Linked DNA regions of Triticum aestivum: region 1 is linked to region 2. The links are chromatin contacts, called in public Hi-C maps. All regions are on one chromosome and are shown on one strand. The core of a region is the stretch at or near the end of the contact, and the rest is flanking DNA. Distances in the headings are between cores, read along the strand shown.

Region 1 (3,769 bases), core at 1,181-3,680, 290 kb before region 2:
CTGACGGATAGGAATGAAACTATGGCAATTTTACAAAAAGGTACCCGCACCCCTCTTCACATTTGGAGATAAGGCTTTCCCTCGTTTATCCTTATCTCTCACAAGATAAATTACTCATATAAATGCATTTTGATGTTCCCTGCAATGCACCGACATCTTGGTAGTTTAGAAAACTTTTTGAAATAAAAGAAATGACTAGAAATTGGCTACTCCAGTAACACGTTCGGAAAAAGGAATAAAGAAAACGCGCAACAAGGAAACACGTTGCCGGCCCACTCAAGCTTGCCTATGCGAATGTTCAATTATTCGCCGCATTGAGCGGCAAATAGGATGTCTCTTTTCAGATTTGCATCTCCGGCTATCTCATTTTGTATTGGCTGGGCCTGAACATGTTGAAGAAGTTGCTTTCAATCTTTTTATTATAGTTTCACTCACTGTATTTTTGTCCTAGCTCTAGAAATTTTTCTTTGAAGAAAAGACACCCAACGGACATCTTATATCTCATAATTATAAAAAAAGCCAGTACAACAGAAAGACGTCCTAGCTTTAGAATTTGACGACAGGCTCGGTTAGTCCCTACCTTGTTGGTCATGCATAAATAGGCACTGAATTCTTCTACAAATGATAATTAGAGAAATTAGCAGGAGTGGCAGGAGCACATGGCCTACATGATAATTGATGCATGATGCATCTTATTGCAAAACTGATTATTTCCATCTTGTTGTTTATGATTCTCAATGCAGCTGCATCTCATTACTCATGAGATGTATGGACTTTTGCGCGATATGAAAGTAAATATTTGTAGCATGGGTTTGTAAAACTTGAACTATGTGAATAGATAAAAAGTTGTTCCTCTAGTTTAACTATTTTCGTATCTTAATTCCATATCCTTCGTGAAACTTTTGTGTCATCTTTGTAGATTTTGTTGGAGCATTGGATGAGATGATATTGTTGCTTCCTTATTGTTAAATATTCATGGGCTTTGCAATGTACTTATGTTACATCTATATTAGATGTGGCGTGCATTGAATGTGCATGATTACGTTAGTTTAAGCGCAAGAGGTATTTGCTCAACCAGTAAAGTAGACGATTGTGTGCCTATCTATATGATTTGCCATTTTTCTGTCAACATTGTTGTATTTTTTTCCCTTCCCATTGGGCCCTTCTTAGAGCATCTCTAACCGGACCCTCCACTTTGTCCTCCTTTGCCCGGGCGGATAGCTAGGACAAAGCCCAAACATGTGACATGAGAGAGAGAAAAAACATATCCAATCGGATGCCCCCATATTCTCCCATGACCCTGATGTGCTAATTAATTACCATAGACCAATAAATTGATCAAGTGCGAACTGAGCGTAGCTCAAATGGTTAGGTTTCTTGTGGTGGAACCAACTCACCAGGATTCAAGTACTATACTTGACATTGGTGGTCGTATTTTTATGAATTTATTTGAGACCTTCCGGCAATGTGCATTCCGTGCGAGGAGACGTCGACTACGAAGTCATCTCTTAAGGTGATGTGTCGTCTCACTCTTTTGAAAGTACTCATAGGAGTATGGTGTATGTGCATGCTTTTATAGAAGTGGGTGTATGTGCAAAAATGTAAATTAATAAAGTCATCCAGTTCCAACCGGGCCAGGCGGAGACACAGCTGGCGGCTAAGGCTTGAAGCGCATCACCGCATGTTCCGGGCACGCTGGTTTTTGCGATATATTTTCTTCTGATTGCAGCAAAGGGATCCGCTCGTGAACCCTCGCCGACAACCTTGTGCCTTTTGGTTTTGTTGCATATTTGTAGTTATAGTACGTACGTACGTATGCATGATGCAGCCACTCAATAATGGATATACACGTAGCCATGAATCCATGCATGTCGACCGCTCCATGAGCGGCCAATGAATGAAAAATTGCAGATGCAGATGTATGTAGAGATGAACAAAGTTGGTCCACCGACCCGATAGGATCTGCGTGCATTGATTCGATTCGACAATATAAGACGCTAAACTCGACATTCGATTCAAATTATCAATGGTTGGCTCAACGATATATAAAGTTTGTATCGCTAAATTCGTATACCGTTTGCTTGAGAGGATTTAACAGAGTCGAAGAGCTTGGTTGGCTTGTCGCAAAAAAAAAAAAAAAGAGCTTGGTTGGCTAGTGTGCTTATAAGGCCCAGTCGACCACCTTGTCTTCATACGTTTTAAAAACTCAAAACATCTCATTCATCTTTGGGAAAAGTTAACTAAGCTTGATGTTAATTTGTAAACGATAGCCGGCGGCTGCGAACGCCGCGATTCCTTTCACCGCCAGGTAGACGTCGGTGGTGGAAGGATCTGCTACATTTTAGTTTTATAAGCAGCGATCAACGGTAGGCGTCGGCCTGGGTGATAGGCCGCCACGCAATCCGTCTGATGGCGACGCGCGAAGCTGTCGGATCCAGGTAGGGATGCAGGCGAACGGCGTTCGCATGTTCGCGTTGGTCCATAAAGGTAAAATGATCAGTAGCACGATTACCAAAGTAATGAAGATTAGTACATTTCCAGTTGCGCGAACGGCGCAGGCGCGTCCGCTTCCATCCCTAGACCCAGGCATCCAGCAGCTTCCCGTCCGAGGTGACTCATTTATCATATAACTATTTTTCCTTTTAACCCAGATATTACATATAGTTCCGCTATTTTCCCCTGTCAACTGTCAATCCCTTTGACCAGCAGCTCAACGCTAAGAGCAACTCTAACGAGTCGACCCAAATAAACGGTGATTTTGTCCATCTGGATCGGTCAAGCGGACACGGATGTCCGCTTTCCCGTTTGGGTCGGCGCGTGCGCTCAACATTGGCCCGACCCATTTTAACGGCGCAAGAAAAAAAGAACGCATGCATATTTAAAAAAATACAATTAATTAAACATTAAAGCCGGCCACGAAGGCCGGCGAGAGTTCAGGCGTCCACATTTGCATTTAAGAAAAATAAAAACAACCGAAACTACGAGGCGGCGCGCTGCCCTAGGCGTCGTCGTCGTCCTTGGGGTCCGTGAGGTCGATTAGCGTCGGCGCCGGACTGTCGCGGGGGTTGTGCGGCCACCTGTGCAGCCGCGGCCTGGCGTGCCTCCTCCTCGGCCTCGCGCTGCTCCTCCTCGAGGTCGCGCTCGAGCATCTCGAGGTACTCGCCGTCGCGGCGCTCCTCGGCCACCCGGATCTGACGCCAGTGCTCGAGGTACGCCGCCTCCTGCCCCGGCGTCGCCCCCCCAGACCGGCGGCGCGCGGACCCACTCGCGCACTACTCCTGTCCAGGAGTAGCGCTCGATGGGGGATGGCTCCGGCTCTGGCTCCGGCTGCGGCTCCGGCTCGGGCTTGACGCGGAGTCGGGGAGGGGATGGCGGGGCCACCGGCGGCAGCACGCAGTCACCCGCCGCGGAGAGGGCAATGGCCTGTGCCATTGTCGCCTCGTACCGAGCCTCCTCTTCCTCCGCCGCCTCTGCCCTGCGTCGCTCGTCCTCCTCGCTCTTCCGGTAGACGGCCGCAAGGGCCGCCTGGTAGGCGTCCTCCGCCACCTGGTCCTCCTCGCGGACGATGAGCGGGGGCGATAGCACGGTGCGGCCGACCTCGCGGACGTCGCGTCGCCTCGCCTCCTCGTGCTCGAAGGCGAACCAACGCTTCCAGTTGGGCGAGTCGGCGGCGTAGGCGGCCTCGCGGCGCTGCTCCGGCGTCAGCAGTGCCCGCCGGCGCCGCACCTCCTCTGCGTGAGCCCTAGCCGACCGCGGCGCCGCCGGCACT
Region 2 (3,587 bases), core at 62-2,561:
ATGCGACAGAACATGTAGACGAAGATAGTTGAACCGATGTAAAAGGAATTGGGAAGAAAACGATCAAAGGAGCGGAAGAAATAGACATACGACATGAAAGAGAAGAGCGGTGCAACGTTACACTGCAGCAGATCAACCAAGGAAGAAAAGGTACAAGAACAACGGATAGAAACCCGATTGAAAAGAGGCACCGATTGAGGACAACAAAGGGACAGACAAAACATTAGAGAAAAGAGACGTAGAAGAACGGATGGGCCAAATATTAGTACAAAAATATACTATGATGTATTCCATTCCTAGTTTTTATCTACTTCCTTCGTATTAGTTTACTTTAATGATCTAAACGCTTTTATTATACTCCATCCATTTCTAAATATTTGTCTTTCTAGAGATTTTAACAAATGACTACATACGGAGCAAAATAAGTGAATATATACTTTAAAATATGTCTATATACATCCGTATGTGATAGTCTATTTAAAATCTCTAAAAAAGACAAATATTTAGAAATGAAAGGAGTAGTTTACAGAGGGAGTATGTCCGTGTGAATTTTTGGCATACAATGCATATGCTCTGCGCGCGCTGGTTTGTCCCGCTGTGGTTTGCACTTTGCACCTGCGCCTTGTTTGTTGGTTTGGCACGACCGTAACCAGACGAAATCCTTGATTAAGTATGATGAGTTTTCTAAATGTCCTACCTAGTACAACGATGACACACATCATGTATGCATACTGGCGTGGCATAGATTAATCATGAGTTTGCACCTGCGCTGGCTTTCAGTCACCCACGACGACCACACACATGCACGCATCACGACCGCTCGCTGGCCAGCCAGATGGAGCCACGCCCACAGGGATGGGCCAAAGATGGATGGTAGAGCGTCACAGAGGTCGGCAGATTTATAGTACTATACATAGTACTTCCTCTATAAAGAAATATAAGGATGTTTACATCATTGATCACTAATAATCTAAACGGAGGGAGTTCAATATATACGCCCGCTCCATGATTTCCTTTTGGTCTGGTTGCATATGCGCTAGGCAGTACGTATGCATGATTAGTACGTTAGTAAGGAAAACTGAATCTTCAATCAGCGAGTATTATTAGCCCCATGGTCCATGAGCAGCCGGGCCAAGAGCACCCACGGTTTCGCGTTTGCTTACGTGTATACACAGAGGAATTGAGGGGGACACGAATTGTTTTGTTTCTGGAGTCATCCGTGATTTGACCATTGATTAACGTAGCAGCCTGGGCTAGCTAAGCTAAGCGAGGACGAACATAAATCGCTCTCCTGTGTGTGCACGGCACAGGGTATATATAGGAAGCGAGAGGGGAAAAGGCCGGGAGAGTAGAGGAAGGAAGGACCAAGGACGGAGGAAGAAGCATCCTCCTGTCCTATCCCTATCCGTCGAGGTCGAGGGGAGAGAGGGAACGGCCGGTTGATTCGATGGACAGCAGCTTCGGCCGCCGGAGCAGCAACCATGACGGCGAGTGGCGGCGGTGGGCGGTGCTGGTGGCGACGGTGTGGGTGCAGGCGCTGACGGGGACCAACTTCGACTTCTCGGCCTACTCGTCGGCGCTCAAGGCCTCCATGGGCGTCTCCCAGCAGTCGCTCAACTACCTGGCCACCGCCTCCGACCTCGGCAAGGCCTTCGGCTGGTCCTCGGGGCTGGCGCTGCTCTACATGCCGCTGCCGGCGGTGCTGCTCCTGTCCGCCGCGCTCGGCCTCGCCTCCTACGCGCTCCAGTACGGCATCCTCCTCCCCTCCTCCACGCTCGCCGCCACCCTCCCCTACCCCGCGGTTCGTCCCCTACTCTCCTCATCTCCATTAACGTATCTCCATGCTCATTCATTCGTCATGCATGTAGCTATCTACCTTGTTGGTTAAGTGAATGCCATACGCTGTCACAAAAGTTACACGTAGCCATCATCCATTGGAGAACAGATCCCCGGTGCTGCTGCCGTCGCTAGCAGCACATCTATGGCAAAGGCATCCATCGTACATGATGCCTGATGTACGCGCCCGTCGCCGTCGGCCATCCACGGCCACACACGTGAGGTGGAAGGATGCAGAGGGAAAGGCTGGAGCCAAGGGAGTGGCTGCCGTCGACCATCCTCCGGGGCCGCAGGTTTATTTTGAGGACCTACGGCTGCTACTCTTGCTTGCCAGCCTCAGATGGCTTTCCCGGCCGGCCATTCTCGCTTATTTGTCGTCTCTACCAGCGGCATGCGATTGTGTGGCTGCTAACTGAATTACTCCCACTTCACTCGTCTGCAAGTCTGCAACTGCAAGCAACTTGTACCGAGCTTACTCTTCGGAGTATACTGCCTGCCCTTTGACTTTGTGGCTGAGATGTGGGCCCGCCTGCTAGCCAGACAAAGTTGGAGGGCGATGTAGGTGACAGGAATCGTTGACATTCTAGACTAGCTACCTAGATTATGCCAAGTAGTAATTTTAATACTCCCTGTTAACCAACACGGCGTCCGGGCAAGCATCAATCATGCGTGACTCACTGAACCACCAGAATGCTGCTGCCCTTCTTTGTTTTTCCAAAAGACTAGTATAGCAACCGTGAATTATTACGGAACCCAAAAAGAAAGATAATCAGTATATAACAGCCAATGCACGTGCAACACCCCAGAGAAGAAACTCAATTGTATTGCAATATATGTTTTTTTTTAAATGGAGGGGTTTGGTTGGTTCTAGATGGATGAGGGAGATTGGGACGAACCGGTGAAGTGGGGGAGGAAACTCACCACCACCACCAACAGCTGTAACTTGCTAAGGTACATTTAGATGTGCCATAAGTATTGCACATCTAAATTCTACGTCATTGATCTTACGCGGAGATTCGTGTAAGTATTTTCTTTATCCTTTATTCTTTTTCTTTTATGTTTAGTTAAGTCACTTAGATGTACAATAACTAGAGCACATCTAAACCCATAATTTATACAAGACAAAAATAAATAGAGATAGAGAAAACGATGGATAAAACCCAAAGAAAAGGTTATGGCATCCATGCATGCCAAGTCGTCATGCCCATCCTGCCTCCATCTTTTTCGTCCAACTTAACTTGATGCTTGTCTCCTCTTCTCTTCCAACCTACCAGCACGCACACCTGCCATTCTTCTACACCACGCCCTCCACCTTACCAAATACTCCTATATGACATACTACTCCCGAAATGCATGAGTGCAAATGGTGCCATGCTAGGATGGTATCATCCCCGGCCGTTGCCACGTGATTCGTGCGGTTTGTGTACAAGGGCCGCACATATCAATTTATCTACACCGCATCAACGTTAATATATTTCCTGTATTGATAATGCTGACCAAAGCATATTTTTTTTGAAACAAAACATTGAATAGCTCCTGTCAATCCATGTGAACTAACGATAGGAGGCAGCATATTTATAACGCGTGCCCCGCGCGCAAAGCCAACCACCAGAAGCTCCTTCAGGCTGCCCCCATACGTTTGATGGGCTGCAAATTTTGTTGCAAAAATGGTTGGCAGGACATCAAGGCTCCCAAAGTGCAACATGCAGACCATCCCTTATCCAGCCCGCAACTCCTCTCTCAATCATCCT

Evidence for each region. A called contact is a pair of places that touch in the nucleus more often than the background predicts.
Region 1: a Hi-C map of leaf shows a contact between it and region 2, with 6 times the contacts expected there. The contact joins the enhancer-like site here to the promoter of LOC123120490 in region 2. A contact is called at or near these places in 1 of 5 Hi-C or Micro-C datasets (leaf) and 1 of 1 datasets of contacts at active chromatin or transcription factors (leaf).

The regions. Positions count from the first base shown.
Region 1 is chr5D:247,834,857-247,838,625 of IWGSC CS RefSeq v2.1, reverse strand. No RefSeq gene overlaps it. Among protein-coding and RNA genes, the nearest start is that of LOC123120493, 180 kb to the left of the region's middle. Within about 2 kb of position 2,430, at least 2 of the 8 cell types and tissues checked have an H3K27ac peak or open chromatin away from gene starts, as enhancers often do. A contact at or near this core is called in leaf, where this site is marked.
Region 2 is chr5D:247,544,042-247,547,628 of IWGSC CS RefSeq v2.1, reverse strand. LOC123120490 (protein DETOXIFICATION 44, chloroplastic) reads left to right here and starts at 1,311. Exons shown (of 16, transcript XM_044540494.1): 1 at 1,311-1,801. The coding sequence starts at 1,448.